Linked DNA regions of Mus musculus: all the other regions are linked to region 6. Evidence: chromatin contacts called from public HiChIP or PLAC-seq, Micro-C and promoter capture Hi-C data. All regions are on one chromosome and are shown on one strand. The core of a region is the stretch at or near the end of the contact, and the rest is flanking DNA. Distances in the headings are between cores, read along the strand shown.

Region 1 (3,283 bases), core at 721-3,220, 1.8 Mb after region 6:
GAAAAGCAGTCACTGTTCTTAACCACTGAGCCATCTCTCCAGCCTGCAGAAGGGAGTTTGTTTGTTTTGCTGTTGTCTTTAAAGATGGTGGGAGATTTGAGCTTTCTGAGCAACTTAGTTAAAAGATGAGGTCATGAATTACAAATGAAAGCAATGGCATTCTCTCCCAGTTTCAGGAGTATGGAAGATCCCAGCCCTCCCAACAACAGTATACCACCCCCCTAAGGAAAGAGGTTTTTCTTTAAATGGTGAGTGACAAGGGCCTCATCTTCCATGGGATGCCACCTGCCACAGGTGACAGCCTGGAGTCTACAGAAAGTAGCTGCATTTCTGTTTCCTGTGACAGGCTCTCTCTACACCATGAGAAGGCATCAAACGGGATACACTGCATTAAACTACACTGCTCTGCAGAACTATGGCTGCAGGAAGCACCACTGGCTTAGGCGATGGTACTCCACCGCTTCCCAGCTGGCTGGCTGCACGTAGCTGGAGGGCAAGGAGCTGGCTGAAAGTAGACACCCATAACAGAAATTCTACCTCCACCTACATGCCAAAAGAGACATAGGCATGCCGTGTAGGTGTGAGGAATATTCCCGAGGAGGATGCAAAGCCAGCAGAGGCAGGTAAGCAGGGGCTCCCACTGGCAGTGTCGCCATCCTATGCAGATCTCAGGGCCACAAGTCAATGCTTCTGGAAGGACAGGAAAGTAACCCCAGTAGCAGGTGAGGAAGGGTGGGTCACTTCAGTTTACTGTTGGTGGCTTGCAGATTTGTAGGACCCTTAAAAATGCAACTGAAAGTTTTAAAAGGTAAGTGTTGAAAACATTTTGAGACAGTCTTACCAAAAATCCTACTACCCAGCCCCCTGAATGCTGGCATTAGAAACACGTTCCACCCTGCAGGGTGTCATGTATTTTGACTCTGCAATTCTGCTTCAAAAATTTAGCCATCAGCAAAATTCACCTAGTCTGAGCAGTAAGGCCAGCTACTCCCGGCCGCACTGTTTTCCATGCTGAAAAACAGAAACCAGGAATTATCCTCACCTGCCTGAAGTGTTGCTAGATGCAAATGTGAGCAGAGAAGTGAGAAAACCCCAGCACACGCTCTCACTCCTTAAGATTTTATTTTTTTAAATGTGTTTGTTTCTGTATGTGGATTTGTACATATGAGTGCAAGTGCCCACGGAAGCAAGAGGGTGTTCGGTCCCCTGGGGCTAGGGTTATAAATAGTCTGTCCCTAACGTGGGACTCTAAACTCGGATTGTCCGGAAGAACTGTACATGGACCTAACTGCTGAGCGGTCTCCATAAAATATGGCCAAATTGAAACTAGAAAGGTTCTGGCACTCATTCCAAATTCGAATTCATCCTCACCCCAGGACTAACTTTTCCTGCCGGCCCAACACCTTCTTCTCAAACATTCCACACTGCAGCCAAGAGGGAGCTTGCAAAAACATCCCTCCAACCAGTCACCCCAGGATAGCCCGTGAGCCCTCTACAAGCAATGTCCCTATTACCCTACTTATCGCTGTACCTTCAGTCTGGCACCGTGTGGGACACTCAAAACTGCGTCTGATGGACGCAATGTACAGATAAATGTGGGATCAGCGAGAACAGCAAGATCCAAGTGGAGAGGCAATCAAATGTGGGTACGTGTGTGTAAGGTGGACGTGCTGACATACGCCTTCCATGCCAGCACTGGAAAGGTGGAGGCAGGAGCATCAGAGTTGGGACTCAGCACGGCTACCCGGCATCCAAACCAAAGAGCAAGCGGATGGCAGCAGGTACCCCGTAGGAATGAGACAAAGCGCATGCAGAAAACGGAGAAGAGTTCAAAGTCAACAGGATATCAGCTCAGCACAGCTGCACCAGAACACGGCAGCAGGACAAGGGCGGCCCCGGGAAGGTCTCTGCCATCTCGGCAGGGCGGAGATCTCCGCAAGGCGCAGCCTCCACGGCGCACGTGACTGGATGAGTCACCGCGCCAGGAAGCCGCACGAAACCTCGGTTCGGCAGCTCGAACGCAGGCTGACTTAGGACAAGGCAGCGACGTCTAGAGGAAGCCGCAGAGGGGGCCGCGTCCCTTGGCGGGAGGGGAGTGAGGGCCGCGGACGGCCCGGACCCAAGCTTAGACGCTTGGCCCACGGCACACAGGACAGGGAGACCGACTACCTTCACCTAAACGCTGGCGCAGGGAAATGACGCAGCGCATCGACCAATCGGGAAGTGTCTGACTCTGAATCTCGCGATATTCACGGGAGGAAAATGAGCCAATCGCAATGCCCCTTCTTCCAGGCCGCGGTGATTGGCTTGAGGACTCACATGATCGTTCGAGGCCACACGTGACCGCTCCCCTGGCGACACGTGATCGACCTGCCACTCTGCAGAAGTGGCTTCTGGACAGCGGCAAACAGGCGTCCGTGGAACTGAACGGCAGGTCCTGGGTTACAGCCCCGTCACTTTCCACTTGATAGGCGGGGTTGGTGACCAGGGTCCCATGTGACCCCCGTCATGGAACCCCGAGACGCGACCGTAGCGTGGATAGGACAGGGCCAACCTGTCCCCTGTAGCAGCTCTGAGAACTGAAGTAGGTGGGAGGCTGGGGATGCCGAGAGATTAACGAAAGAAACCAGTAAGCAGGGTCAGGAAACTCGTCCCACCTAAGTGGCGTGTACCGGACACGTGGTAACGTAAAGAGGTAGAGGTGCTTGCTATGTAAATAACTATGGAGGACCAGAACTCACATAGATGAGGACTTTGAGCACCCCGTCTTTCCCACTACCACTCACTGGGTGCCTCTTTCTTTCCTTCTTTCTCTAATTTACTCATAAGACAGGGTCTCGCCTTGGCTAGCCTTATTGTCTGTCTGTCTGTCTGTCTATAAAACAGAGTCTCTTCTTGGCTGACCTGGAACTCACTGTGTAGACCCTAAACTCAAGAGATGTCCCTGCCTCTGCCCTAAGAATAAAGGCGTGCACTTCCTGGCTTGACTTCTGTCTCCCTCTCTCCTTTCTTTGTAGTAAACTGCCTGTCTCCGACTCTGTCCCTGAGTCTTACTGTTCTAGGGCTCAAAAATCTGGAAATTTGTGCTGATTCCCTCCAGGGTCATAGCCATGCCTGTTCCAAGGAAGCCCTAGCGATGTCTGTTTCCCACTGCTTCCTGCCCAAGATACTGGTAACCCTGGAAGGTAGCCCTGGTGTGGGGGTGCTGTCAGAAGCATGGACACAATTCTCTCTCTCCATGATGTTAGAATTTCCTGAATAATAAATTGGCAGTCTGCATCCC
Region 2 (3,059 bases), core at 409-2,908, 1.2 Mb after region 6:
AGAGCTACATCTCAAAGAAGGCCCCAACCAGGACCCTACTTTCCAGCTCAACCTTCAACTTCCAGTTGCCAGAACTGGAGGTAGCAAATGTCTGGTGCTTATGGGGCCTCCTGGCTGTGGATATTGGCTATGGCCACTGATATTGATCTTTGGTCTCCCTCAGCCCTGCCCAGCCTTCTTCAGCCTTCCTCAGCCCCACTCATTTCCCTTTAGCTCTGCCCTCATCCTTCAGTACTCCCTCTCCTCAGCCCCACCCACTTTCCCTTAGTCCTGCCCCTCATCCCTCAGTGCCCTCTCTGCTCAGCCCCACCCACTCTCTTCTGGCACTACCTTGCAGCGGCCATTGCCTTAGAACCTCCACCTCCAGCTAGTGTGTCTTCCTGGGAAGCACTCTTGAGTCCTGTAAAAGGTAGGCTAGGAGACCTAACATCCACTGAACCCCCTGGGGCACAGACACCTACAGAGAACTCTTACAGGTTCTGCCCACTGTCTGTTCTTGTTTCAGAGATTCACCACATGGGCCAGGAATCGAAGAGCTCCAGGTCTATCTCAGCCACCAGAAATCAGGATATCCCTGAAGCAAGCATACTTTATTAAAAAGATATATTTATTTTTATTTTATGCACGTTCATGTTACACTTGTATGTGTATTGCATGTGAGCCTGATGCCCGACAAGGCCAGAAGAAGTCGTCAGAGCTCCTGGAATTGGAGTTACAGGTGGTGGTGAGCCACCATGTGCGTGACAGGAATAAAGCACTGGGCTTCGGGAAGGGCAGCCAGTGCTCTTAACCCCTGAGCCATCTCTCAGCCCCCAAACCTGGTTTTCATTTGGGCATTTTGACCCCAGCTCACTAATGTCTGCCAAATCTTGCAGCTTTTCAGTTGCACAAGAACAACGTCTTATAAAACCTTTGTACAGCTTTTCTAAAACTTTAAAAGAAAAAAACAGAACAAAAAACTCTGGCCTCCTCGTTCCCTTCAGGCACAAATCCTAAAGGATGCAAAAAAGCAAGCCAAAAACAAACAAACAAACAACCAAACAACAAGAGAACCCCATAACAACAGCAACAGACTTCTTGGTTGAAAGTCAGGCCTTGGGTGGGGGGTGATCAATTTCAGGTGAGGCCAGGACTGCCCCAGAACCAGCTACAGGGATCTGGGCGTCAGAGGGGAAGCAGCTGAGACACATGGGAAAACCTACGCTATGGGATGCTGGAGATTGCACGCAGCCTAAGTGACCAAGACAAGACCCCAGAAAGTCCCCTCCTGCTCATTTGTCTGTCAGCAAGTCTTGATTGTGAATCACAAATTTTGTCCATCCTTCACTCTGGGATGGAAGGACTTGGTGATTTTTAGCCAGGCAGGCGGTGGACAGTTCCTTTCCTTAGCCCTCTGCACATTGGGTGGCTTTCCATCTGCCCCCTGTCACCCCACACCTCAGGATCTTTATTTGTAGACTTGTTCACAGAGCAGTTGTGCTGAGTTAAAATTCAGTTTTCAGAAAGGCTGCCTAGACGCCCGATGGGAGTGTCATTTATTAACATGTGAATGGCCCCTGTCGCTGGGAAATAAAAAGAAATTTGACCTTGCCAGTACAGCCTGGCCCCTTCTCCCCACCCCAAGGAAAGCCTTCCTTAACCGTCTGGGCCTAGCGCTTTTTATGATGCAGATTTGGAAGGGAGGACACAAAGAGAGGGTCGGCCGGGACAGAGGACACAAAGAGAGGTGGCCGGTTTGCAGGAGGAGGGGGGTAGCGAGGGTGGGAGGCGAGGGAGAAGTGGAGTGGGGTGGGGGACTGACAACACCTCTCTTGTGGCTGGGGCTCTGCTTTGGTGTGGAGAAAGAAATATGGAGGAAGGGCGGCAGGAACTGGGAACAAAGTCTGGGGTGTGCATCCACCTCTGTCACAAAGAATCCTGAGTGAGAGAGGGGTGGGGTTGGGGAGGCGGGGATCGAGGAGGGCTTCGTGCCTGTGCCGGGAGTTCACTGCAGGCTCTAAGCAGGAGGCCAGGTGTGTGTGTGAGCCTTGTTGGGCTCAGTCTGCCATTTCTCGGCCTGCCAGCAGGGCGGGTTCCAGCTCTTTCCTTGGTTCCTGGTTGCTCTGCCAGTCGGTTCAGGCCCGTGGGGTTCCCTGCCCCACACTCACTCTAAAACCTCCTCCCGGAGATCGCCCATGGTTCCTCGGGCACCGAGGCTGCTTGTGCGCACAGAATGATGGCTGGGGCAGGGACTATATTTGCTCCTTGGGAAGAAAAGCTAGACCTGCTGTGGGAAGGTTCCACACATAGTAAGCCAAGCATGGGGCTGAGTGCAGAGAAGGCCAAGGCCCCTTCCCAGGAGAAGCTGTCCAAGCGAAGACCTGCCAGCCGAGTCCACGGGGCAAGAATATATTGTCCACTGGCAAAGGAATACGTGGGAAGGGAGATGGTGCAAACATTTTCAGCATGTGCAAAGGCCCCGGGGCAAGAAAATGTGTATCCTGTAGCTAAAGACTCCAGTATGGCTGAGCTGTTGTGTATGGAGCCCCATGTAGAGGGAACGCTGGTTTTCTACTGTAGGATCTTGTTTGATGCTTGGCTTTTGACAGCTACTACAGGGAGCACTGAAGCCCAGAGGGCCTCTCGTTTCTTCCTCTGTCAAGGTGCGTGCGTTCGTGCGTGTACTCTGGGACACTGAGGCAGGATCCCTTCTTTGTCACAAGACCCCCTTTGCCCTTCACCCCCGACTTTGCCCCAGCGCTTGACCATGAAGCCGGGTGGCACAGCCGGCTGCCTGTGCCTGCTTGAGGACCTGTGGTTGCAGAAACAGCTGGAGGGAAATCAATTTGTTCTTTGCTACAGTCAGACATGAACCAATTAGAGCTGCCCCATGGGGCCTCTGTGCTCAGGGAGAGAGAACAAGCCCGGGCCTGTTAATCCCTGCTCCCACCTTCTACCAGCCAGCAAAGTGAAGGGTGCAGCTGGAGGAGGGCCAAGCCTGCTCCCTCCTCACCGCTCCCCTGGATCTGTGGTTGACCTTTGACCTTCCACTCCATGCCCAGCGTCTGGGTGATTTCAGA
Region 3 (3,283 bases), core at 523-3,022, 1.7 Mb after region 6:
CCCAGCCTAGCCGGGTCTGCAGGCGCACACCATGGTGCCCAGCTTACCCTGGCTGTCCTTTTTCTTCTTACTGTACCACTGATTGACCCGAGGACCTTATTCGCCCTAGGAAAGTGCTCAACCACTGAGCTATACCACCAGCCTTCTTTTGACTTTATTATTTTGCAACATAAACTCACTAATTTGGCCAGACTATTCTTAAACTTACCCTCTAGTCCAAACAGGCTCTGAATTTGTTAGCATCCTACCTTAGCCTCCTAAACCTGGGATTGTGGTTTGCAGTGCTAGGTCTAACTTACACTCATTTTTTTTTTTTAATGTTGATTTTTGTTCTTGGCAGCATTACAAAATTCTTACATCATTTTTTTCTTTTATCAGTTTTGGTAGGTATTTATTTATTAACGAAACCCTTAAACTTTCTTATATAGGGACTGGAGAGATGGCTCAGTGATTAAGAGCACTGGCTGCTCTTCCAGAGGACCCAGATTCAAGCCCCAGCCCTCACGTGGCAGCTCACCCTGGTTGCAGGGGACCGGCCTTAGTCATTGATCTATTGCTATGAAGAGACACCATAGACACTCTTAGAAAGGAAAACGTTTAGTTAGGGCTGCTTTATAGTTTCAGAGTCTTAGTGCATTATCACTGGGCAGAGAACATGGCTACACATAAGCAGACACAGCGCTGGAGACGGAGTCAAGGTTCTACATCCAGATCCACAGGCAGGAAGAGAGAAATGAAACCCAGGAGCCCACCCCCAGTGACACACTTCCACCGACAAGGCCACCCCTGCTAATCCTTTCAAATACCACCACTCCCTATGAGCCTACAGGGGTGAGGTGGGGGTGGGGTGGGTGTGGGGGGCATTTTCATTCAAACCACAACGTGATCCAGTCCCATAATTCTGGCTTCTCCAGGAGCCAGGCCCACATCTGGTGCACCGATGTACAAACAGACCAAATAGCCATACACATAAAAATAGAAATGACCTTGTTTTAAAGTTAAGGCTATCAGCTGAGGGTGGTGACACATACCTTAAGATCCAGCACTCAGGGAATCAGGAAGGTGGATCTCTGTGAGTTCAAGACCAGTCTGGTCTACAGAATGAGCTCTATGACAGCCAGGGCTACACAGAGAAACCCTGTCTCGAAAACAACAAAGCAAACATAAAAGCCCTCTATATGGTAAGGCCATGCTATCTGCCATAGCTTCAGTTTGGTTGCCCTTGATTTCCCTCTCGTGTTGGATCGTTCTGTCTAGGACTATAGCATGCTTTGAGTAAGAGTGTGAGGATGGCGTCCTCCTGTTGCTCCTGACCTCAAGGAATGCTTTCAGCTCTTCCCACTCAGTACACACAGCCTTTGTTGTGAAATGTGTCCCTCTGTGCCTGTCCTTTCTTCCCTCTGTCTCTCTGTTTTCCCTTCCTTTTTTTTTTTTTTTTTGTACTGGAACCTGTAAGGGTCTATCATTCTCTGAAGAATGATACCCTGGACTCAAACTATGTAAACACAACGAGTGTTTTATTCTGCACAAGTCCAGCATGCTGGGGTCTCCCATTACCCGAATAGAGAGACACACAGGTGAGCTCACAGGCCTGATTTAAAGCACGTTAGGGAATTTCTGGGTAGGTGACCTCTGTGTTAATCTGTTGGGTCCATCTCTATGCAGATTCCTTTACCTGGGTGTAAGGGCTGGGAACCTGCTGTGGAAGGTCTGGAAGCTGCTGCTGACCCATTGTCCTTGCCTCAGGCCAGATGATGGGCGGGGCAGCTTCTGGGGACTTGCCTGGACTTGCCCGGTTCTCAGAAACAGAGATTTGGGCCTAGTCTCCTTAACTCCCAATGTGAAGCCTATCAAAGAATCAGCCTGGCCTTCTCAGAACCCACTAAAGTAGAAATTAAAAGTATGTTGACCAGGCTGGCCTCAGACTCACAGAGCCCTACCTGCCTCTGCCTCCTGAGGGCTGGCATTACAGACATGCACCATCACAGAGTACCATGGGTTCTTCCTGTGTCTGATGTCACGATGGTCATACAGCCTTTCTGTCTATCATTCTGTTAATGTGATAAGTTTATTGGTTACACGTGTCAAATCATTCTTGCCTCTCTGTTATGACTCATAGATTTTGTCCTCTTTCTCTGTTTGTTTGTCTCTTTCTTTCTTGATTCATTCATTTATATGAAAGCTGTCTGCATGGACACCTGAATGCCATCAGATTGCATTACAGATGGTTGTGAGCCACCATGTGGTTGCTGGGAACTGAACTCAGGACCTCTGGAAGAGAAGCCAGAGATCTTAACATCTGAGCCCAGTCTCTTGCTTCCTCCGTTTTCTTTCTTTCTTTTTTTCTTTTTTTTTGGGTTTTCGAGACAGGGTTTCTCTGTATAGCTCTGGCTGTCCTGGAACTCACTCTGTAGACCAGGCTGGCCTTGAACTCAGAAATCCACCTGCCTCTGCCTCCCAAGTGCTGGGGTTAAAGGCGTGCGCCACCACGCCCGGCTCATTTTCATTTTTTAAGATGTATTTATTTTTATTTTGTGTGTATGAGTGTTTACCTGCATGTATCTAAATGTACCAGGTGTATTGCTAATGTATACCAGGCTGACCTCAAATTTTGAGAGAGCTAGCTGTCTGCCTCTGCCTCCCAAGTGCTGGGATCAAAGGTGTGGGCATGCCCGTGCCCATCCACGCCCAGCAGCTCTAGATGTCTTTAACTTGACTTTCTTATTGAAATATAGTTTCTTTTGTGTGTTTGGATGTGAGTCCTCTTATTTTATCATACAATTCACTCATCAGTATTATAAAAACTAAATACAAGGCCGGGCTGTGGTAGCGCATGCCTGTAATCCCAGCACTTGGGAGGCAGGCGGATTTCTGAGTTCAAGGCCAGCCTGGTTTACAAAGTGAGTTCTAGGACAGCCAGGGCTATACAGAGAAACCCATCTCATGTACCCCTAATTCTCAGTAGCAGGCACAGAATCACCCTGGTTTTTTGAATACCTGTTCCCTGTTGTCTCACTGAGACTCTCCTGGTGTGTCTCCTCCGCAGCCCATCTGTTTACCTTTTAATTTCACATGGTTGTCTTTTTCATTTCTGGATGTTGTAGTTAATTTTTTTTTTTAATTTTCCTTGTGGGCTTGGGAGATAGCTTGGTAGGTTGTAGTGCAGGAAACACAAGTTTGGGGACCCAAGTTCAGGCCTCCAACATCCATGTAAAATTCTGGGTGTGGCTGTACCTGCCTGTAAGACCAGCCTCTAGGGTCAGAGTTGGGAGTGGCTAGTGAT
Region 4 (3,276 bases), core at 291-2,790, 1.9 Mb after region 6:
AGAAGACTTTTAAAGTCAGGTGATGGTGGCACATGCCTTTGATCCAGAACTCAAAAAAACACCAAAAGAAAAAAAAAAAAACCACCAAAAAAAAAAAAAAAAAAGGATTTTAAAGCTGGGTGTGTGGTTCATGCCATTAAGCCCAGCACTTGGTAGTTAAAGACAGATGGATTTCTGAGTTGGAGCCTAATCTCTGGTTGAGTTCCAGGACAGCCAGGGCTATTTAGTGAAATACAGTATCAAAAACAAAAACAACAAAAAAAGGATTTACTGTAGTGCTTTTTTTTTTTTCTTTTGCCAGTTCTACAGGATGTTAGTCAAATGCCTTATTACATCACTGGCACAGTTTCTACTGTGTCTGTACTTGCTTCCCACTACATAAAATGGCTATGATTTATACTTCTTTAGAACACTCCCCCTTGTGTACAATTAATTTTTGTGAGGTTGGAGTCTCGGTCTGTGGGCTCGGGTAGCAGCCTCCCAGCTCCGGGCTCAGGCATTCCTTCTGTCTGGAAGCACAGGTGCCCACAGTGTACTGGGCTCGCTCTACAGACAGGATTTCTCAGGGATAGGTCATTCTTCGTGTAACATTTTCTCCGCTCTAGAATTCTATTTTAACGTTTATCACTTTAGAAGCCTTTGTATTCCAGTGCACACACCCAGAAATCGAAGCATCAAATGGTGACTGTTAGGTCCTACTTTAATGTGTGCGCTTGCCTTCACCTAATACTTTGTACAGGATATTCAGCACAACTCGATGGTTCTCCTGGCAAACAACTTCAGGTTCCGTTTGAGGCTTTAAGAAAATCAATTAGCTTAACCTTTATTAAGAGGCACAGGAGACAGAAGTTCCGACAGAACCTACTTTCTCAAGAACAAGCCAATGCTCACCAGGAAGGTTTCAGGTGAGACTTGAAAACACAAGTCCTGTACATTCATGCGGTTCTTCCCACCCCGCCTACAAAACCCAACCCAACCCAACCAAACCAAACCAAACCAAACCCTGAGCTGTAATAAAGCCCAATCCATCGATATCTTCTGTGAGACGTAGAGGGGCTTGTCACCAGGCATCGGTACCCCGCACCCAAGCGGACCGTCGGAGTCCTCCCTAGCTTCCCAGGGAGGATCGCGGACAGCTGGGACATACACGTCCAAACACCGGACTTCACTGCTCGCCTCAGGCTCTGCCGGGACCACCAGCTGGCCAAGGCCAACGCGGTGGCGTCTCTTAGGGATCGGGTCCCTCAGCGAAGCTGCAGAGCGAGACAGGAGCCCCGCACCAACGCTCAGCGCGCTCGCTTCGACCCGCACCAGGAGGGCGGCACCCAGGGGAGGAGCTTGCGCACGCCCCTCCGGGTGGAGCGCGCCAGGTGAGCGCGCGTGCGCAGTTGGACCATTAAAAACTAGCCCGCCCCCTTCGCTTCGGCCCGCCTTCGTGGGGGCTGGCTCGCCAGTGGGCGGGGCCGCGGAGAAGGGGGTGGGGAGTGGAGAAAGCGAGCGGCCGAGGACGGCGCCTGCGCGGTGGGCGTGATCCGGGCACTTAGGGCAGGATGAACGCTGCTTTCCAAGATGGCGACGGAGGGAGGAGGGAAGGAGATGAACGAGATTAAGACCCAATTCACCACCCGGGAAGGTCTGTACAAGCTGCTGCAGCACTCGGAGTACAGCCGGCCCAACCGGGTGCCCTTCAACTCGCAGGGATCCAACCCTGTCCGCGTCTCCTTCGTAAACCTCAACGACCAGTCTGGCAACGGCGACCGCCTCTGCTTCAATGTGGGCCGGGAGCTCTACTTCTATATCTACAAGGGGGTCCGCAAGGTACCGACCCGGGCGTCACCGGGGGCGCGCCGGCGGCGCGGGCCGAGGCCGGGAGCTGGGCGGTGACAGCGAGGCCGGGGTGACCGGTGGGGGCGGCCGGCACTTGTACTTTTGAGTGGGCCGGTAACTCCGCTGAGGTGCTCCGGAGGAGAGGGGGCTTCGGGAGTGAGGCGCCGGCGGCAGCGCTGCCTCCTAGGGGAGGAGGGGGCTCTGGAGCCGGGTCGCGGAGATGCCCCGGGAGTAGCCGGTCGCCTCCTCCCCCGGCGGGGTCTGTCAGGTTCCGATCCCGCCCGGGAGCGGGCCTGCGAGTCCCCGGAAGAGGTGCGGCGGCCGTTTTAGGTGGCCTCGCTTCCCGGGAGGCTCGAGAGTCCTGCCCTGGGTGAGAGAACCGGGACGCGAGGCGGCTTGGAAAGGTCCGTAAGGCGGAACCGGGACAGGGAGGCGGAGGACTTGGAGACTAGGTCAGAAAGGACCTGCTCGGCACGCAGGGCTACTCCACCTGCTGCCGCACTGACACTTCTCCTGGTGTCAGCACTGTTTCCAAAAACCTTTCCGGGAGGTCGCCTGTCATTGTCTCCGCGGAGGGAACCGTCTCCCGAAAGGTTTTTGAAGAGGGTCATTCTGTCCCTTGCAGTGTAAGAGGGCTGAGTACTCAAGACTAGGGAGGTTGGAATTATGTTTTCAAATAGGCTAAGTTGCTTCAGAGGTGTTGTGTGTGAGCGTGCCTAGATTTATCTTGTCTAACGAGTCAGGCTATGTCCCAAACAGGGAGGGATAGGCCTTAAATGCTACTTTAAAGTAACCAGCCAAGAACTTAACAGTAATTCTGTGACGCATGCAATCGAGTTTTAAAATGTCTCGTTAAAAGCAGCAATTTATTGGCGCTTTTATTTTATTTTATTTTTTTATTTTTTGGTCACTGGCAAGAATTGCTTATTTTAACTTTTGACCATTGAGAGAGTAAGGAAATGTATGCACTCCATAGCACCTCCAACGGAATGTGACAAGGTGATGGAAGATTCACTTATAAATGTTCAGTTAGTGGGAAAGTACGTTGTCCATATTGAAGAGGACGTGTTCCCAGGGATGGCTATATCCAAAGTCAGCTGCTGTTTATGTTGCACTGTACGGTTAGGAGGACAAGGGAAGGAATGATGGTGTGCAAACGTAAGCTTGTTTCTTTGGTCCAAGGTGAATCTTCTGACTTGTCTTTATTCTTGTCAGTGAACTCCCGAAGCGTTTGGAAATAGCTGGTTGACTCTCCTCTCTCGGGGTTGGGAAAGTATCCAGTGGTTTGAAGAGTAGGAACTGAAGTTTTAGTGCAGTTCCCAACCCTGTTACTGACTCACTGCTGGCTGACCTTGGATACCTGGGAAACTTTCCTTTGCACTTCTTTAAAAAGGGAGGCTGCAGTGCACATGTTATAATTCGTAATAGCTGTGATGGCCATTAGAGTCC
Region 5 (3,067 bases), core at 513-3,012, 1.6 Mb after region 6:
CGGGGGTGCAAAGCCAGAAAATCCTCCAGGGCCTTGCTGGACCCTAAGAGTATCCAGCAGGAGCAGGGGAAAGTGGGTGCTGTAGAAAAGACTCCATCTTCTCATTCGACCCCAGGTGACCTCAAACAGGCACTGCAGGCACAGCCATGCTGTGTAAGGGCCACGAGGAGGCCCCAGTCAGAAGCAAAGACTAAGCTGTGATAGGAGATGGGCACAGCGTTCTAACCCGGTGGGCTGAATGGACTGCGTGACTGTCTCACAGCTGTGAGCCACACTAGAGGACATTTAGCTGAGACCATTCTGAACTGTGGAAGGCACCGCCTGGTCCCCTGACTGCTTCTTAGCAGGCAGCGTTCAGCACAGGGAAGCAGAAGTTACAGGGTTGGTAAGTCCTCAGCGTTAGAATGAGAGGGTTTCCAGAGAGAACCCAGGTATGCTCAGGTGACCCTCTGAGAAGATTCACTCTCAAGCAGAAGCCAGGAACCAGTTATGTTCAAGACAATGCAGGTCCCACTGGTCTTGTCTTCTCCATCCCAGACAGATGCCTCAGAAAGCGGACATGATGGTGCATAGCTCTAATCCTAGCATTCGGGAGGCTGAGACAGGGCCTGGACTACACAGCGAAATCCTGTCTCCAAAAGAGAAAAGACAGAGACAGACTGTGGGCACACCAAAGGGAGCCTCCCGTAGGGTAATGCCCGGTGAGGCTTGGCCTCATAACCCAGGAGCACCTTGGATGTATGGGGAGGTGTAGACTGTACTGAGAATGTGTTATCATTAAAACCCTGGTTATGTGGAACAACAATATGAACTAACCAGTACCCCCAGAGCTCGTGTCTCTAGCTGCATATGTAGCAGAAGATGGCCTAGTCAGCCATCATTGGGAAGAGAGGCCCCTTGGTCTTGCAAACTTTATATGCCCCAGTACAGGGGAATGCCAGGGCCAAGGAGTGGGAGTGGGTGGGTAGGGGAGCAGGGCAGGGGGAGGATACAAGGAACTTTCGGGATAGCATTTGAAATGTAAATAAAGAAAATATCTAATTTTTTAAAAAGCCATGGTTATGTTATGTAAATATGTTTTGTTTGTTTGTTTGTTTGTTTGTTTGTTTGTTTGTTTTAATCCCAGGCGTGGGCTGTGGGGCTGCTTCAGGTTGTCCACAGCTGCTATGATTTGTCTCATGCTCTAGCAGGGGTGTGATTTTTGCCCCCTGTAGATAGCTTATGTTTAGAATTCTGGGGACTCTTGAAAGGAGCCCAGAGAGGGCCTGTGATGGTGGCTGCTCCCCCTGCTGCTCCTGGTTGCTGGGTAAAGAGACATGAAGAAGAAACCATATATCCTGACAGTGAAGACTGGACCTGCACCCAAGGTACCCGACACCCCTGATCAGCAGGAGGCAGTCTAAGGAGATGACACCCCCTCCCACCTCTAGCCTTCTTTTCCTCCTAGCCCGTGTTGGGAGGTTGGACAGGATTGGGATGGAGAAGGGTGGTAGATATAAGAACCCAATAAAGTATGCCTACAACAGAGTCACCACTAGAGGCATGGTCCCAGAGAACTGCCACTGGGCCAGAGCCTGGAGCAGACTTGCTCTGAACCCTTTGTCCCTGCCTGGCAAACTGCAGAGCCTTCTGCCTGGGTAAAGGTGTGGCCGCTACCCCAGCAGATTTAAAGAATAAAACACACCCTTGTGTATCCAGAAGGGCCCTGTCCCATGGGCCTAGAGGGCAAGAGCTTGGTGCCAGAAAGTCCCTGCTGTATGACAAAATATTTCCTAGAAAACACACATCTACTCACCCCAGATAGGGACCTCGTGACAGACCAAAGTATGAATATGACCAAAGTCCAACTTAGTTTTAGCCAATGAGTTTTATTGGGGTTACTTACAGGAATCTGGGTGAGGGGTCACTTACAGGAGCAGAAATGACTCAAAGATAGCTGTGTCATCAAAGTCCACCTCAGCATGGGTAACAGCTCACAAGGAGCCCACTGCACAGCCTGCAGACAGCTCAACAGGTTGGGGTGTTCTTCCCAAGTGACTCTGGTCTAAACCATTTCCCCGGAGCAGCTGGTCTGGCATAAGTCTCCTTGTAGCTTTTCTCCTCTGGGAATCTTCTGTGCTTTGTCTGAGAGGGTCTCTCAGCCTTTACCATTTACTCCAAGAGGGAGGGGCTAAGTAAATCTGCTTAGTTTCAGGGTCTTCCTGAAGTTAGAGTTGTTTATCATACAGCTTCCCTTCAGGATGGAAAAACGTACTCAGCGGCCACCCTCAGACTTCCCTGACTGGTGGAATTTGCCCTGCTGGGTTTGGGCTCACCTGGGTCCTATAAGTCCTTCCTTTCCTAGTTCTCGTTGCCCGGTGGAGTGTCTGTCCTGTACCTAACCCACCACTGTATTCTGAAACATAGCAGTGCCTGGATTTTATAGGTTCAAGAGCGGAGAGCAGCATTGAGATGGACCCTGAGTCTCACCCACATCCAATACGGCTGACTTTGAACTTCAGATGTCTGACATGATATCAGAGCTGTTAAGACACTGGGGTGATTGGCTGGCATTGGGGTGACTGGCTGGCATGATTGTGTCAGAACAGAGAATATAAATTTGGAGAGTCCAGGCGCAATGTGCTCTGGGCTGGAGAGCCATGTCCTGCAAATTTTTATGTAAAAATCCTTTAGAATCTAGACCAGACTATGACACAGGCCACAATGCCTGCAGCAGCTCCCCAGCCCCATCTCGCCAGCCTCAGATCCTAGTGGGCACCTTACTGAGACATGGGATTACTAACTAACAGTTACTAACAGTTACTAACTCCCTGTGGAGAGTGGAGGGATCCTTGAGTAAATGTTTAAGAAGTGAATAAATTAGTGGGTGGGTGTGTCTTAGTTTGGGTTTCCATTGCTGTGAACAGACACCATGACCAAGGCAACTCTTATAAGGACAACATTTAATTGGGGCTGGCTTACAGGTGCAGAGGTTCAGTCCACTATCATCATAGCAGGAAGTATGGCAGCATCCAGGCAGACATGGTGCCAGAGAAGCTGAGAGTTCTACATCTTGATTGAAAAGCAA
Region 6 (3,320 bases), core at 528-3,027:
GTTTTGGGATAGAGGGGGCTATGTAGTTAACCTAGAAACGAGGTATTTCAGAAAACTATACACGTAGCCAAGGCTGGCTTTAAACTCCTGACTTACCTCCCTCTCCAAAGATTAAAAACCTGCACAAGGACACCTTGCTAAGTATGTTTAAAATTATAAGATGCCCAACTGTTTAAGTTTGGCCTAAGATGCATGTAATGCATTTAGAATACTCTCCTGCCTCAACACTAACAACTCCGGTAGATAAAAGTAATCCAGAATATTCAACAGATGAAGCTGACCGTTAAATCTAAGAAACAAATAAGATACACTTGGCTCAAATTTTCGGTTCTTGGAAAAAAAAAAGGCAATCTAACTTTATGTTGCTTTAAACCACACCTGGTCTATCGAAAGGAAGCACAGAAGAAACACTTCACTACAATGTATCTTAAGCAATTTGATGATTTGAACAAGGAAAACCTAAGCTGTTACTTATAATAGGGAAATCACAAAAGACATGGAATTTTCAAAGAGCTAAATGCAAAGACTATTTAAAAGGAATATTTTTAAATAGTCCTTTTCGGCAAAAGGAATGTTTATGAGCGAGGAATAGGCGAAGCCTGTGTCAAGTTATTCAAAGATAGAAGGGAGTTTTCAGAAAGCTACAATAGTGGAGTCGCTCGACAGGAGCAGCCAGACCCTTCGTTCCAACAGGCACCCAACGGCTGGGTCTCCGGTTTCCGCGGGTCATAAAAGAATAACGGACACACTTCCAACGGTGAACCCTAGGCTGCGCGCGCCGCTTCCGCTTGCCGCGGTCGCCTTCGCGCGCCGCCCACCGGCACGCGACCAAAGAGCCCGTGGCAGCACACGGTCGGCTACGCCGTCCGTGCCGCTACCGCACGAGACCCCGAGTAACGAGTAAAGGCAAAACGAACGGGAAACCAAAAATCAAGCACAGGCGTTTCTCGTCAGAGCAGACTTTATTGCGGCCACGCGGCCGCCGGTCGCACGCCCCGCCGGCAGCACGCCAGCCCCAGGCGCGCGCCCCCCTTCACCCCAGCTCGTTACCGTGCGCCTGGGTCGCGCGGAAAGTTCGCCGGCTCCCGAGGCGTAAGGCGCAGCGCCGACGCCCCACTCCTGTCAGCGACTGGGGCCCCGGAGCGGCACTTTTGTCACTGTTGCACCGCGGACGCCGGGGTTCGCGCGACGCCGAGCGCCGTAAGGCGACGGCGGCGCGGAGCTGACGTCACGCGCCGGGGGGGCCAGCCAGCGCGCGTGCGGGCCGCCACGCCCCCTACCCCAGCGGGGGCCCCCCCAATCGGGAGGACCCTGGTTGGGAGTAGGCGGGGCCCCGGCGCCTCGAGGGGCCCTGCGATTGGTAGCGAGGGAGGAGCGAGAGCCGGAACAGCGAGTGGGGAATCGGGGACGGGGCGGGGCCGAGAGCCCCGCGGAAGTCTCGCGAGGCCGAGCCGGAGCAGAGTGTGGCGGCGGCGGCGGCGGCGAGATCTGGGCTCGGGGTTGAGGAGTTGGTATTTGTGTGGAAGGAGGCGGAGGCGCAGGAGGCAGGGGGCAGCGTAACGCCGGCCCGGAGGGCGGGAGGAGGCGCGGCCACAGCCAGGGCAGGCAGCCGAGGCGAGGCGAAGGCAGGCGGGGAAGCAGGACAGGCAGCGGCCGAGCGAGCGAGCGAGCCAGCGCGGGGCGCACCGATCTCGGGAGGCGGGGAAGCCCCGCGGCCGCCGCGCCCGCCCCTTCCCCCGCCGCCCGCCCCCTCTCCCCCCGCCCGCCCGCTGCCTTCCTCCCTCTGCCTTCCTTCCCCACGGCCGGCCGCCTCCTCGCCCGCCCGCCCTCCCTCCCGCAGCCCAGGAGCCGAGGCCGCCTGCCGCGGCGGCCGTGGCGGCGGAGCCCTCAGCCATGGCCTCGGGCGACACCCTCTACATCGCCACGGACGGCTCGGAGATGCCGGCCGAGATCGTGGAGCTGCATGAGATCGAGGTGGAGACCATCCCGGTGGAGACCATCGAGACCACGGTGGTGGGCGAGGAGGAGGAGGAGGACGACGACGACGAGGACGGCGGCGGCGGCGACCACGGCGGCGGCGGGGGCGGCCACGGGCACGCCGGCCACCACCATCACCACCACCACCACCACCACCACCACCCGCCCATGATCGCGCTGCAGCCGCTGGTGACGGACGACCCGACCCAAGTGCACCACCACCAGGAGGTGATCCTGGTGCAGACGCGCGAGGAGGTGGTCGGCGGGGACGACTCGGACGGGCTGCGCGCCGAGGACGGCTTCGAGGACCAGATCCTCATCCCGGTGCCCGCGCCGGCCGGCGGCGACGACGACTACATAGAGCAGACGCTGGTCACCGTGGCGGCGGCCGGCAAGAGCGGCGGCGGGGCCTCGTCGGGCGGCGGTCGCGTGAAGAAGGGCGGCGGCAAGAAGAGCGGCAAGAAGAGTTACCTGGGCGGCGGGGCCGGCGCGGCGGGCGGCGGCGGCGCCGACCCGGGGAATAAGAAGTGGGAGCAGAAGCAGGTGCAGATCAAGACCCTGGAGGGCGAGTTCTCGGTCACCATGTGGTCCTCGGGTGAGTGCAGGCGGCGCGCCGCCGCTCGGGATGTTTTTGTTTTGAAGGGAAGCCATGTTTTATGTGTGTGATGGGCGCCGCCATCTTCTCCGCCCGGGCAAGTATGGCGGCCCCAAAAGATGGCGGGGGCGGCGGGCCGCGAAGATGGCGGCGCGGGGGAGGGGCGGCGCCCGGCTAGGCCGCAATGGCGTAGTTTGTGCGAGCGGAAGCGGGCTGGGGCGGCGGGCGGGGAGGGAGGGGCCAGCGCCCCTCCACGCCCGAGCCAACGGACGTGCGGCGGGGCCGGTTGAGGGCGCCGCCCCGCGCCGGACCACCCGCCGGGCGTTGACAGGGCCGTGGCGCAGGGCGGACGCGCGCCGCTCCCCCGCCGTCCCCCGGGGGCTGTCGGGGCCCCGCCCCGCTCGGCTCCGCTCAGCTCGGCCCCCTCGGACGCGAAGCGTCTCCCCGAAGCCCTTCCCGGAGCGGGCGGCGCATAGCCCCGCCGCAGCTGCCCCGCGGTCACGCTGGCCCAGGCCGTCGCCGCTGCGGGGCGGGACTTGGGTGGCACGTAGGGCGCTCGTGTGCGGGTTCGGCGGCCGTTGGAACCTGTCACCCGCGCTGCCAACGCGCTCCTCGCCTGATCGACCTAGAACGGGAGTTAGGGGAAGGAAGAGCCACAGCATTTCAGCGGCCTTTACGCGTTGTGAATTTTGTTTTTTAAGTCGTGGGCCCTATGCAGACAGACTGGGCTGGTTTACACAGCTTAGGA

The links. Promoter capture Hi-C pulls out the DNA fragments that hold promoters and counts their contacts. A called contact is a pair of places that touch in the nucleus more often than the background predicts. HiChIP or PLAC-seq counts read pairs in DNA pulled down with a chosen protein or histone mark.
Region 1: a contact with region 6 is called in a promoter capture Hi-C map of 3T3-L1-derived adipocytes, with 15 times the contacts expected there. The contact joins the promoter of B930059L03Rik here to the promoter of Yy1 in region 6. A contact is called at or near these places in 13 of 39 promoter capture datasets (the 3T3-L1 cell line, 3T3-L1-derived adipocytes, the C10 cell line and 8 more), 6 of 484 Hi-C or Micro-C datasets (CD4 T cells, the G1E-ER4 cell line, LSK cells and 3 more), 7 of 115 datasets of contacts at active chromatin or transcription factors (astrocytes, embryonic stem cells, large pre-B cells and 4 more) and 2 of 9 other capture datasets (adipose tissue and liver).
Region 2: a contact with region 6 is called in an H3K27ac HiChIP or PLAC-seq map of embryonic stem cells, with 3 times the contacts expected there. The contact joins the enhancer-like site here to the promoter of Yy1 in region 6. A contact is called at or near these places in 2 of 39 promoter capture datasets (both in the 3T3-L1 cell line), 1 of 484 Hi-C or Micro-C datasets (embryonic stem cells) and 4 of 115 datasets of contacts at active chromatin or transcription factors (embryonic hindbrain, embryonic stem cells, large pre-B cells and 1 more).
Region 3: a Micro-C map of embryonic stem cells shows a contact between it and region 6, with 7 times the contacts expected there. The contact joins the enhancer-like site here to the promoter of Yy1 in region 6. A contact is called at or near these places in 1 of 484 Hi-C or Micro-C datasets (embryonic stem cells) and 9 of 115 datasets of contacts at active chromatin or transcription factors (astrocytes, double positive thymocytes, embryonic forebrain and 5 more).
Region 4: a contact with region 6 is called in an H3K27ac HiChIP or PLAC-seq map of extraembryonic endoderm stem cells, with 15 times the contacts expected there. The contact joins the promoter of Wdr20 here to the promoter of Yy1 in region 6. A contact is called at or near these places in 9 of 39 promoter capture datasets (the 3T3-L1 cell line, 3T3-L1-derived adipocytes, the C10 cell line and 6 more), 1 of 484 Hi-C or Micro-C datasets (cortical neurons), 7 of 115 datasets of contacts at active chromatin or transcription factors (embryonic forebrain, embryonic hindbrain, extraembryonic endoderm stem cells and 4 more) and 1 of 9 other capture datasets (adipose tissue).
Region 5: a contact with region 6 is called in a FOXA1 HiChIP or PLAC-seq map of pancreatic cancer cells. The contact joins the enhancer-like site here to the promoter of Yy1 in region 6. A contact is called at or near these places in 6 of 39 promoter capture datasets (3T3-L1-derived adipocytes, the HPC-7 cell line, cranial neural crest and 3 more), 1 of 484 Hi-C or Micro-C datasets (embryonic stem cells), 6 of 115 datasets of contacts at active chromatin or transcription factors (embryonic forebrain, embryonic hindbrain, large pre-B cells and 3 more) and 1 of 9 other capture datasets (embryonic stem cells).

What each region holds. Positions count from the first base shown.
Region 1 is chr12:110,589,404-110,592,686 of GRCm38.p6, forward strand. B930059L03Rik (RIKEN cDNA B930059L03 gene) reads left to right here and starts at 1,971. Exons shown (of 1, transcript NR_033340.1): 1 at 1,971-3,276.
Region 2 is chr12:109,946,858-109,949,916 of GRCm38.p6, forward strand. It overlaps Gm34554 (a long non-coding RNA gene), which reads left to right. Exons shown (of 3, transcript XR_381936.1): 3 at 506-621. Among named protein-coding and RNA genes, the nearest start is that of Gm34554, 26 kb to the left of the region's middle. RefSeq lists an enhancer at 1-3,059. Within about 2 kb of position 1,659, at least 54 of the 459 cell types and tissues checked have an H3K27ac peak or open chromatin away from gene starts, as enhancers often do. A contact at or near this core is called in embryonic stem cells, where this site is marked.
Region 3 is chr12:110,470,684-110,473,966 of GRCm38.p6, forward strand. All of the region lies in intron 3 of Ppp2r5c (protein phosphatase 2, regulatory subunit B', gamma), which reads left to right. The region is part of intron 5 of Gm19605 (predicted gene, 19605); the gene reads right to left. Among named protein-coding and RNA genes, the nearest start is that of Gm19605, 13 kb to the right of the region's middle. Within about 2 kb of position 1,773, at least 36 of the 459 cell types and tissues checked have an H3K27ac peak or open chromatin away from gene starts, as enhancers often do. A contact at or near this core is called in embryonic stem cells and epiblast stem cells, where this site is marked.
Region 4 is chr12:110,736,460-110,739,735 of GRCm38.p6, forward strand. It overlaps Wdr20 (WD repeat domain 20), which reads left to right and starts at 1,541. Exons shown (of 3, transcript NM_027149.4): 1 at 1,541-1,818. The coding sequence starts at 1,570.
Region 5 is chr12:110,422,644-110,425,710 of GRCm38.p6, forward strand. No RefSeq gene overlaps it. Among named protein-coding and RNA genes, the nearest start is that of Gm40577, 6.1 kb to the left of the region's middle. Within about 2 kb of position 1,763, at least 15 of the 459 cell types and tissues checked have an H3K27ac peak or open chromatin away from gene starts, as enhancers often do. A contact at or near this core is called in pancreatic cancer cells, where this site is marked.
Region 6 is chr12:108,791,520-108,794,839 of GRCm38.p6, forward strand. It overlaps Yy1 (YY1 transcription factor), which reads left to right and starts at 1,778. Exons shown (of 5, transcript NM_009537.4): 1 at 1,778-2,572. The coding sequence starts at 1,894.